Linked DNA regions of Sus scrofa: regions 1 and 2 are each linked to region 3. A link is a contact called in public Hi-C and promoter capture Hi-C data. All regions are on one chromosome and are shown on one strand. Each heading gives the region's core, a stretch centred on a gene start, on an enhancer-like site or on the middle of the called end of the contact. The rest is flanking DNA. Distances are from core to core; before and after follow the strand shown. Region 1 has its middle 69 kb from the start of ST8SIA1. Region 2 overlaps ST8SIA1 (alpha-N-acetylneuraminide alpha-2,8-sialyltransferase). Region 3 holds the start of ST8SIA1 (alpha-N-acetylneuraminide alpha-2,8-sialyltransferase).

Region 1 (3,614 bases), core at 674-3,173, 69 kb before region 3:
GAGCCACATCTGTGACCTGTACTACAGCTCAGGGCAATGCTGGATCTTTAACTCACCGAGTGAGGCCAGGGATCAAAATCACATCCTCATGGATCATAGTCGGGTTTGTTAACCACTGAGCCATGAAGGGAACTCCTAATGCATTTTTTAAAAAACATCACATATTTTGAACAATATGAACCACAACATACCAAATTTCTTTGGGTTAATTTTGCCTGATGCACTTTTTCCCCAACCCACTGTATTTAAATTCTCTGTGACTTTTTGTTCTGATTTCATCTCTTATGTGTAGTCCACCATTCCTTTGCTTGCTCTGGTTTTCTCTTTCTCTGTTTTCTGTTGAATTGATCAAGTCCTCTCACTTTTTTTTCTTTTTGCCTTTTACCAGTTAGAAAATTGAGATTTCAAAAGAGAATGTTTAATACCCTGCTTTTCTCCATGAACATTTGGAAGCAGTTGAGAGATAGATAGGAGGAAGGCAGATGGAGATCAAAGGTTTACGAAAATGTGACTTTAACTATTATCTCTGAATTGAGGCCAATTTACCTGAGCCCTATCAGTGTTGAGTAACCACAGGACAGGACTCCTTCCTTGCAGAGCTGCAGAGCAGAGCAGGACAGCAAGCATGGTCTCCTGCTAAACTGATCCCAAGACAGGAGAGAGATTAGAAGGGACTGAACTAAGTATTCACTGGTTGGAAGAAATCATTCAGAGGACACGGCCTCTGGTTGACCCCAGACCTGGACCCTGGCAATTGGCAGCTCCTCACCCCTCCCCCACCCTTGGAATCTATGTTCTGCCCACCATTCCCACAGGACGAGCCATTTTCAAGGACACAGGCTTGAGAGGGTGAGGTATGGTTCAGACCATCTGGAGAGTATCTGTGACTGAACCCAGTTAAAGCCTTTCTACAAACTTTTCAGATTTTGCTTGGTGGGAGCAGAGATCTACTTGTATCATGGTCCCAAGACTAGCCTCCTGAGTAAGTTCCCTTGCTGATTACCTCTGCCACCTGCCTCTTTTTTTGGTCCCTCTTTGTCCTCTGTGGACAGGGGTCTGAGAACCAACAAATAGCCCCCCAAACCATCATTTAGAGAAGTAATTTTGTTCCTACTGGAGAAGAGTGAGGAGTGGCCTGAATGTGGGGGAGTATTATTTTAATAAAAGTCACCCTGTAGAAACAGGAACAAAATGGAAGAATGGAGGAAGAATTCTTCTCCAGGAAGAATGGAGGTATGGTATTCCCCCTCAAAATAAGTCACATAGTCCGCATCTATTCTTTTAGGGACTACTCTTCCAACCCTTTTTTTCTTTCTTTCTCTTTAGGGCTGAACTCAGGGCATATGGAGGTTCCCAGGTGGAATCCGAGCTACAGCTGCCTGCCTACACCACAGCCACAGCAACGCAGGATCCAAACCATGTCTGGGACCTACACCGCAGCTCACGGCAACACTGGATCCTTAACCCCCTGAGCAGAGGCCAGGGATGGAACCAGCAACCTCATGGATACTAGTAGGATGGGTTTCCGCTGCGCCACAACAGGAACTCCTCTTTTTTTTTCTTTTTTGGCTGCCCAGGGGCACATGGAGTTCCCAGACCTGGGATCAGATCTGAGCCACAGCTGTGGCCTATGCCAAAGCTGCGGCAATGCCAGGCCAAATTCTTAACCTGCTCTGTGGGATGGGAATAAAACCTGCATTCTTGTGCTCCCAAGACACCTCCTATCTCCTTGCTGCAGTGGGAACTCCTACCCTCACATTCTTCATATAGCCGTGTCCTACAGCTGCTTTAACAATTTGGTGGTTTAAAACAACACACATTTATTCTTTTGCAATTCTGGAGGGCAGAAGTCGGAGAGCAGTATCCTGGCGCTGAGGGCAGTGTTGACGTCAGGGCTGTGCTCCTTCCAGGCAGTCTAGGAGATGAGTCTGTTTCTTTTTATTTTCAGCCTGGAACTGCATTCCTCAAATTCCTTGGCATGTGGTCCCTCCCTTCATCTTCAAAGCCAGAAGTTTAGCATCTAGCTTCAGTCATCACATTGTCTTCTGTGTGTGCTGTCATCAAATGTCTTACGTGGACACTTGTGCCTTCATTTAGGACCCACCCAGATAACCAGGACAGGCTCCTCATCTCGGATCCTTGATCCCATCAGCAAGTCCCTTTGCCATATAAAATAATATTCACAAGTTTGCTTCTCTCTGGGAGGCATTATTCAGCCTATCATATATGTGTTCTTAGTATGTTATTTCTCTAAGTTTAAATTTGGAGTGTCTCTATCTTTTGTTCAAATAAGCAAGTATTTCATGTTGTTGCCCATGATTCAACTTTAAAACATACAAATCATGGTTGTTTTTATATCATATATACTTAGATTACCTATGTACTTTTCTTTCTTTCTTTTCTTTTTACAGTTCCACCTGCAGCACATGGAAGTTCCTGGGAGCTTCAGCTGCCCGCCTACACCATAGCCCCAGCAACACCAGATCCGAGCTGCATCTGCGACCTATGCTGCAGCAATGCTGGATCCTTAACCCACTGATCGGGGCCAGGGATTGAACGTTCATCCTCACAGATACTATGTCAGGTTCTTAACCCAAGAGCCACAACAGGAACTCTCAAATGTACTTTTTTGATATCTACTTACCACTACTTTTCGTGGACCATTCCTTTCTTATGGGTTCATTTTCCTTCTTGCTTCACAAGTGTATTATTAGAATTCATTTCACTCAGTTTCTGTATGTATTTAAAAATTTGTATCTGAAATTGTTTTTATTCTACTTTCAGCTTTCCATGTAGTTTATTTATTTATGTAGATTTTTATTTTTTACCTTGGAGTTGATTTACAGTATTATGTCAATTTCTACTGTACAGAAAGGTGACCCAGTCATACATCCATATATATACATTCTTTTTTTTTTCACATTATCCTCCATCATGTTCCATCACAAGTGACTAGACATAGTCCTTGTGCTATACAGCAGGATCTCATTTCCTGTCTACTCCAAATACAATAGTTTGCATCTGTTAACCCCAAACTCCCAGTGCATCCCACACTCTTCCTCTCCCTCTTAGCAACCACAAGTCTCTTCTCCAAATCCATGAGTTTCTTTTCTGTAGAAAGGCTCATTTGTGCCGTATATTAGATTCTAGATATAAGAGATATCATATGGTATTTGTCTTTCTCTTTCTGACTTACTTCACTCAGTATGAGAGTCTCTAATTCCATCCATGTTGGTGCAAATGGCATTATTTTGTTCTTTTTTATGACTGAGTAGTATTCTATTGTGTAGACATACCACATCTTAATCCATTCACCTGTTGATGGACATTTAGGTTGTTTCCACATCTTGGCTATTGTGAATAGTGCTGCAATGAACATAGGGTTGTATGTATCTTTTTCAATGAAAGTTTTGTCAATATATATATACCTCAGAGTGGTATTGCTGGGTCATATGGTAGTTTTATATTTAGTTTTCTGATGTACCTCCATACTGTTTTCCACAGCGGATGTACCAATTACATTCCCACTAACAGTGAAGGAGGGTTCCCTTCTCTCCAGCATTTATTATTTGTTGACTTGTTAATGATGGCCATTCTGACAGGTATGAGGTGTA
Region 2 (3,865 bases), core at 492-2,991, 81 kb after region 3:
AAGAAGCTGGACCTCAGCAAGTCCAGACACCGGGTGAGGGATTCTAATTTAAAACTGTGGGTTCAAGTTCCAATCTGGGTTGAGACTGGGTTCGAGTCCCTGCATGGGGGTTCAAGTCCCGGTCTGGGCTTTGGTTGGATTCAAGTCTTGGCAGGTGGGTTCAAGTTCCAATCTGTGTGCTGGCTGGGTTCAGGCCATTAGTGCTGTCAGTTTCAACTCCAGCCCAGGCCACTGAAAGCTCTAGGTAGTCTGTTATTACAGGAGACTCATAACTGAGCTCTTTCTGCACATAACATCTTACAACCTGTTCACACAGCAGCAGAATGTTGGTTCCAGGATATGGCACAATGTCACTCATTTGCTTACCCTACCTTCACTTGATTCTCATCTCAGAATAAAACCCAGTCTTTCCAATCCCTCCAAGACCCTACAGAATCTGTTCCCCAGCTTCCCCGCCAGATAACTCTCTAATTTCCTCTTTTCCTTCTCTGTCCTTTGCTGACTGTGTCTCCAGACACAGTGGGCTCCTTCCTCTTCCCTTCATACCCCAGGAGTGTTTCCCCCGCCAGGTCTTCCCTGGCAGGTCCCACAGAGATCTGTAAGGCTCACTACCCGCTTTTCTTCAGGAATTGGCTTACATGTCTCATCTCCACCCAGTTTAAATGGCAAGTCCTCTTCAAAAGTATTTCCTGATCCTCTCATGCCATTGATTTGTTTCTCTCTGGCATCCATGTCACTGTGTGATATTTTATTTTACTCATTTGTCTTTATTTAGCATACATTTCCCTGCTAGAATGTAAGCTCCTTGGGGAGAGGGATTATTGTTTATGCCCGTGTCACCCAGGACAGTGCCTGGAATATCAAAGGCACTTGATAAATCTTTGTGGAATGAAGGAATAGCTAATTTGAGCATACGTACTTACATCTGCATTAACAAATTACAGATCTGTCCTGCGCATTTCTTGCATTGATTTCAAATCCTCCTCTCAGAGTGGCCGAAAAAAATGCCATGCATCATCTGGGAGCACACTGGGCATGTTGGAGGGCTGGCCTTTGCCTGACCCTCCTCTCTGTATCCTGCCCTAGAATTTGCTGGACGGTCTCCGTCTTAGTTATGTAGGGACGTGTTTCCCATCTGCTGGCAAATGCTTAGACTCACGATTTCAGTACTGTAAATGTATCTTCATCAACTGTATTGTCACAGCTCTGGCTGTTCCTTTTACAAACTAGAAATCAGGGAAGTGAAATTCTTTTCTTGTGCTATAGTCAGTGCATCTCAGCTACCAGCGATCACACACACCCCTGAAATTTCTTTTTTTTTTCTGGTTTAATTACTTTATGCCTATGCATATATATATTCATGCAGCCATTCTTTCTTTTGGGATTATCCACTGTGTGCTTCAGATTCATGCAGATGGGTGACTCAATATCAGTTATGTCATGTCCCAGGCATGTAGTTGCAAGGTCTTCCCCCAGAGAACACCAAACCTCTGTGCCTGGCTTCAGCAGACAGGAAATGCTGTGCCTGGTGGTTCTTGCTGACCCAGCTGGAAGAAACCAAATGTCACATTTCACTTCCAGGGGCTATAGCTGGGTTTTGATATTCCTGGGTACTATAAATAGCACTTCAGGGAACATTCAGGTACATGGAACATTTTCTTTGCAGTCCAGTTCAGTGTCTGCAGAAAGAAAGTCACATGCTGTCTGGTTGGGCATGAGCCACTAGTCCCTTTAGTGCCTCCTAAGTTCTAGGCAGACTCACCCGGAGCATTCGTTTGATTGTAAAGACCGCACGGACTCTCAGCATCCTTCTGTGCCTCTGTTTATGCTGCTTTCTCTGCCTGGCAAAATCCTGTTCATCCTTAAAGATTCATCTCGAGTGAGCAATCTTCCCCTGAGTCAACTTGGCAGACAGGCCTTCCTGCCCCCCTCTGAATTCTCCACAGCACGTTCAGCGTTACAGTAGGGTCTGTTGCAGAGGTTCCTGTACTCACACTCTCCTTGTAGCCCAAACTGTGAAGCCTTTGACTTCCGGATCTCTCTATTTATCCCCAACGGTTAGCATAGGAAACGCTCAGCAGTGTTTGTTGAATGAATGACTGATTGTTTGAATGAATGAAATCCGCATCCATATAGAGCAGTAGAATTTATTTCAGTTTGTTCCCAGCTTAATGCCTTTACAAATAATCATATGTTTAGTGAGGACTTTCCTGTTTTCTTTAGCAGACACTCCTTACTAGATACACGACCAGTTGGATACCAAAAATATGTTGTTGTGTGAAATACGCTTTAGGGAATTAAATTTTTTTCTTCTTCTTTTATTTCAAAGGAACAGACTAGTTTGTCCCTTACAAACTTCCTGGCATCTTTCCTTCTACATGCTCTTTTCACTCTGCCCAGTCTTCAATCAAATTCTCCGGCTGGGTCTGCTGTAAACAATGATTTTGTGAGCGCTTGTGTGTTCTCTGCAGTGAAAACCCGCCTTGTTTTCTGTTGCTAGGCAACCCCATTCCAGCTGCCCTTGAAGAAATGCGCGGTGGTGGGAAATGGTGGGATTCTGAAGAAGAGTGGCTGTGGCCGTCAAATAGATGAAGCAAATTTTGTCATGCGGTAAGAGAGAGCTCCCACAGCGCGGCCTCTGCCTTCTCTCCTCTCCCCCACCCCTCCCACCAGCCCCGGGGCCTTTGGAAACCAGTCACTTGTGATTAATCAGCTGGAGCTACTCTTCAGCGGTCCCTTCAAGTTCATGGACAAGGGAGCTGAGGAGAGGGCCAGGGGAGCCAGGGAACAGGTCCCCAGAAAGTCGAAAACCAAGAACGGCTCCGAGGTCGTGGAGAGACCCCCCCCCCAAAATGGAAACACTCAGATTTTATTTTAGATGCTACAGTCAGGTGATTCCAACTTTAACAACTTGATCCTAAGACAGACTCCATGAATAAATGTTTTCATTAATTCAGTTCACTCTCCACATGCTGCTGCTTTGCTTTTCACAAAAGCATGAGTAAGTAGGGAGGGAGATTTGAAGAGGGAGTGGATCTGTGTAGGGCTAGAAAAACTGAAAGAAGGAGGGGGAATACATTTCAAGCAAGAAGGAAGCTTGGCAAAGGGACTGAGCAGAGTAGTGATGTGAGCTCCCTTTTACTGGAAAACAGGAGGTTTCTGCAGGGCTGTGTAAAGGAATTGCTAGAATGCATCTAGCCAAGGGTAGAGACTGTGAAGCTGAAAGGCACCAGCCTACACCGTTGGGTCATTTTGACTAAAGGGGAAGACAGCAAGTGGTTGGATTGACACAAGCTTGGGGTTGTCTGGTGGTGGGGGGGAGAGGAGGAGAGGGAAGAGGGGTGGGAAGCAACAACATGGAAGATCCTGGCTGGAGAGAGCATGAAGTGACACCTTTGAAGTCTGGGCTGGCTGGAGAGGCGTGAAGAAGAAAGGAAGGGGGGTGATAGGGCCAAATGATAGGGCCATTCAGAGATGGCAAGGGCATGAGAAAGATGAGAGAAGGTGGGGAAAATGAGAGCTAGTGTAAAAGAATGACTCAGTGAAGTATGTGACTTTAGAACTCAGCTTCTTAGGAGTTCCCATTGGGACTCAGTGGAAGCAAACCCGACAAGTATCCGTGAGGATGCCGGTTCGATCCCTGGCCTTGCTCCTTGGGTTAAGGATCCGGCATTGCTGTGAGCTGTGGTGTAGGTCGCAGATGTAGCTCAGATCCCACATTTCTCTGACTGTGGTGCAGGCCAGCAGCTGCAGCTCCCATTCGACTCCTAGTCTGGGAACTTCCATACGCTGTGGGTGCAGTCCTACGTAAACAAATACATAAATACATAAATAAAGAAAGAACTCAGCTTCTCTCAGGGATGAG
Region 3 (3,593 bases), core at 269-2,768:
TATGACGTTAAATGGGGAAATATTTACATAGCCCCTTCATAACTGCAACATGTTGGTTGTTGTCTTATGTATTTGTTATTTCCTCCACAAGTATCCCGTGGATCAGGGGAAGGGAAGAGACACTGGGATAGTTTGTGTTCTATTTAAATTACAGGAACAAAGGAGGCACATGGTTTATCCAAAGCCTGGCCACTATGGCAAAGTTTTCCTTGGTGCCCCCACAACCCCCTTCCAAGAACAGAAGAGAGTGCGATGTTCACTTTGCAGAACTTCAGGTAATCTTCATTTCAAAGAATCTCTATCAGGGTCCACTGTGGTAAGATGTGACTTTGGGATTTTACGCTTTCTCTTCTCTCCTGATTTACCCAAGAGGAGAGACCTCTGGGGCATGCTTGCCGGTGGAAAGCAGTGGGTAATTCTTCCAAGAGTGAGGAATGAGACTATTGTGGTCGTTGGGCTGTTTTTAGTAAATAACTTTCCATCAACTTCTCAAGTTCCATCTCTCAATGGAGAAAGATGCTGGAGAAAGAGGTACCAGGCCACGGAGCAGTCAGGGTAGGTTCGAGGGACAGTGCAGGCTGGTCGTTTGAGCAAGTGGAGCTGTGTCCTTAGATTTTGGTTTTGTGACAACGAAGGAGACCTGGTTAGTAGGCTGCTTGGTTTCTTTGTCCCTGCACACTTTACGTTTGACGAGATGCTTAAGCAAATAGAATGAGCGACCGCTAGGAGGTAGCCGAGCTATTCGTCGGTGAGCAGAAATGGCTAACTGTGAGTCCCTGGGCACCGCCGGTCCAGGCGGGCGGCTCTTTTCCAAGGTCGGCTCAGCGATGAGCTTGCGGGTGGAGCAAGAAAGACGTCGAAGAACAAACGGCCTTTACATCTAAAGGGCAGAGGAGGCGACCGCTCCTCCAAGGCATTGCCATGTCCCGAGGTCTGCTCGTTTGGGCACCAGCTGCCTGCACATCTGGATGCAGCAGCGCCTTTCCCCGCAGGGCGGAGGCGAGACGGAGGACCCCTGTGTGCACGCACCTCCCCGTGAGCGCGCGTGCAGGCCCATGAGCGTGTGTCGGAGTGTGTGCACGCGCGCGCGCGCGCACGGGTGGCGCTGGAGCCGCGGCTCGGGACCGGAGAATGGGGGCTGGGGCCCAGGAAGGAATAAATCTCCGCGGGCCTTCTCGTGCCTCACTGCGGGGTTAATAACCAACCAGTTAGAGAGAGCGAAGGGTGACGGCGGCAGGGTGACAGCCCTGGCACGCCGGCCGGCTGCGTGTCGGAGGGTCAGGTTATCAGCCAGTCTCGGTTATACTCAAGAATTTGTGTATATGCATTTGGGCGGGGGAGGGAGGGGCTGTTATTTGTTTTATTGTTTGCCCCTATCTCCGGGAGACAAGGGCGGGAGAGAGGCGCGCGCGCCAGCCGAGCGTCGCGGATCTGAACGGGTCGAAGGAGGCAATTTCGCGGGTGGGGGAGGGAGGGGAGACCTTGATTTCCACCAATCCCCGGGCGTTTGTCTGCGAAGTCCCGGGCGCAGCGGAAGGCTGCGGCGCGCCGCTGAATTAACTGATGAGAACGAGTTCTTTTCTTCTCTGGGAGGGGTGCGGAGTGGGGGTCCTGGCGGACAAGGCGGAGAAGCCCGGGGCGGGCTAGCGGTCCCGGACCGCCGTGGAAATTTCCAAGGACTTGGCGCGGCGCGGGGAGCGCGTCTTGGGGGGGTGGGGGGTGCCTGGCGGCGCAGCAGCGCGGAAGGCGGGGAGAGACGGCGAAGGGCGCAGGAGCATCGTTGAGGAAGGCACGCCGCGGGCCAAATGTCTGAGAGGGAGCCGAACCTTCTCCCGGACCCTTGCCGAGGGCGACGGTGATGCTGCAGAACCCGCGGGAGCGACTCAGCGCCGCTGCTCGCCGCGCTCTAGGAGACCTCGGCGCCCGCCTTCTGCAGGGGAAGCGACCGCGGCTGTAGCTCGTGACTTGCTCCCAGGTCACTTCCCCCAAGAAAGAAATCCTTGAAAAAGTTGCATTGGAAAAAAAATCTTTGCGCTGACCTTTGGGGCCGTGGGCGCCGAGGGAGCGTGCGTGCTAGTGCCAGCAAGAAAGCGAAAGGTGTGTGCATGGGGGGCCGGCGGTGGGGGGACCCTCCGCTGCCCCTGCGCCTAGCGTTGTGCTGAGGCTCCCCTTCTCGCCCGCCGGGACCCCGGGGCTGAGATGAGCCCCTGCGGGCGGGCCCGGCGACACACGTCCCGAGGGGCCATGGCCGTCCTGGCGTGGAAGTTCCCGCGGACCCGGCTGCCTGTGGGAGCCAGTGCCCTCTGCGTCGTGGTCCTCTGTTGGCTCTACATCTTTCCCGTCTACCGGCTGCCTAACGAGAAGGAGATCGTGCAGGGGGTGCTGCAACAGGGCACGGCGTGGAGGAGGAATGAGACGGCGGCCAGAGTCTTCAGGTACTCCTGCCCTCGCGGCTCCACCGCGCTCGTGTCCTTTCCTCCCGGGGCGCCGAGGCCAGGGTCACGGGCGAGGACCGTCTCGCAGAGGCCCTTTCATCCAGCCCTTCTTGTCCCACTCCCTTTCTTTGTCGTTCCCAGCCTGGAGACATTAGTCAAGGGCCCTTCCCCAGCCCTTACCCCAGGAGCTGGGCAGACACCTGCTTGGGCCACGTAAAGTCTGTACGCATTTCTTCCCAAGCCCGAGTTGTATTCAGCGATTTGCCAGTAACCCATGGGAAGAAGAATCCAGGCTAACTTTGTCCCTTGAACTTAATGAGAATGTATCTCTTGAGCTCTGCTGACGTCTGAAGCTATGGAGAACTAGGAGCAGGTGCCGGGCGTCTTCCTAGGGTTTGGTGAATGATTGGTAATATCAATCAGTAATGAGGGAGTCAATGGGCAAGTCTTGGGCAGGGAAAACATGGACACCCAGCCCGGCTCCCGCTGCTTTGTCCGTGCGCTCATAACAAACACAGGGCACTTACTGACTAAAAGCCAGGCACTGGGTGGTTTTTATTGGAGCCTCTGACAACTTTCTAAAAACAGATAGTATATCCCCCTCTCACCAGCCACAAACTGAGTCTTCACAAGGAGGAGTTACTTCTCCAAGGTCATGCACCTCTGAAGGATGGGATCTCGAATTTTTGTCACAGAAGGCTCTGAAACTCCCAGCTCTTTTTCTTGACTTAGACTGTGGATGCCTTCTGGAAGCTGGGAGATGTGGTTTAGGCCAGGACTTGAAATCAGAAAACAAACACAAAAACGAAAACCAGGGTGGAAATCAGAACTCTGGGGATCACTCAGATTCAGAAAGGAGTTTCCCTTCCCTTCTGGAATTTCAGCTGAAGTGTCTAAAAATAAGTTCTTGGCAGCAGGGGTCTGGCTGGTGAGATTGGAGGTGAGGCAGGGCTGCTTCCCCTTCCTCTTTGCCTTCCTGGTCACGTTGAGGGGACACCCTGGTGCTCCTCCCTCTGTCACGTGCCCCTTTCACCTTCAGTCCCTTCAGCTGAAGATGCTGCGGTTGGCTCTTCCTGTGATTGTCCATTGCCTGGGGTGGGGGTGGGGTATGGAGTGCTTTCCTTTGCTCTGCATAGGCTCTTTCCAAGTGGTCTATGG

The links. Promoter capture Hi-C pulls out the DNA fragments that hold promoters and counts their contacts. A called contact is a pair of places that touch in the nucleus more often than the background predicts.
Region 1: a contact with region 3 is called in a promoter capture Hi-C map of liver, with 7 times the contacts expected there. The contact joins the enhancer-like site here to the promoter of ST8SIA1 in region 3. A contact is called at or near these places in 2 of 5 promoter capture datasets (fetal liver and liver) and 7 of 47 Hi-C or Micro-C datasets (adipocytes, brain, embryonic fibroblasts and 3 more).
Region 2: a Hi-C map of brain shows a contact between it and region 3, with 5 times the contacts expected there. The contact joins the enhancer-like site here to the promoter of ST8SIA1 in region 3. A contact is called at or near these places in 2 of 5 promoter capture datasets (fetal liver and liver), 5 of 47 Hi-C or Micro-C datasets (blood, brain, embryonic fibroblasts and 1 more) and 1 of 2 datasets of contacts at active chromatin or transcription factors (skeletal muscle).

What each region holds. Positions count from the first base shown.
Region 1 is chr5:51,140,103-51,143,716 of Sscrofa11.1, forward strand. No RefSeq gene overlaps it. Among named protein-coding and RNA genes, the nearest start is that of ST8SIA1, 69 kb to the right of the region's middle. Within about 2 kb of position 1,924, at least 12 of the 83 cell types and tissues checked have an H3K27ac peak or open chromatin away from gene starts, as enhancers often do. A contact at or near this core is called in embryonic fibroblasts, liver and skeletal muscle, where this site is marked.
Region 2 is chr5:51,290,115-51,293,979 of Sscrofa11.1, forward strand. ST8SIA1 (alpha-N-acetylneuraminide alpha-2,8-sialyltransferase) reads left to right here. Exons shown (of 6, transcript XM_021092233.1): 3 at 2,501-2,610. Among named protein-coding and RNA genes, the nearest start is that of ST8SIA1, 81 kb to the left of the region's middle. Within about 2 kb of position 1,742, at least 24 of the 83 cell types and tissues checked have an H3K27ac peak or open chromatin away from gene starts, as enhancers often do. A contact at or near this core is called in brain and skeletal muscle, where this site is marked.
Region 3 is chr5:51,209,794-51,213,386 of Sscrofa11.1, forward strand. ST8SIA1 (alpha-N-acetylneuraminide alpha-2,8-sialyltransferase) reads left to right here and starts at 1,519. Exons shown (of 6, transcript XM_021092233.1): 1 at 1,519-2,435. The coding sequence starts at 2,200.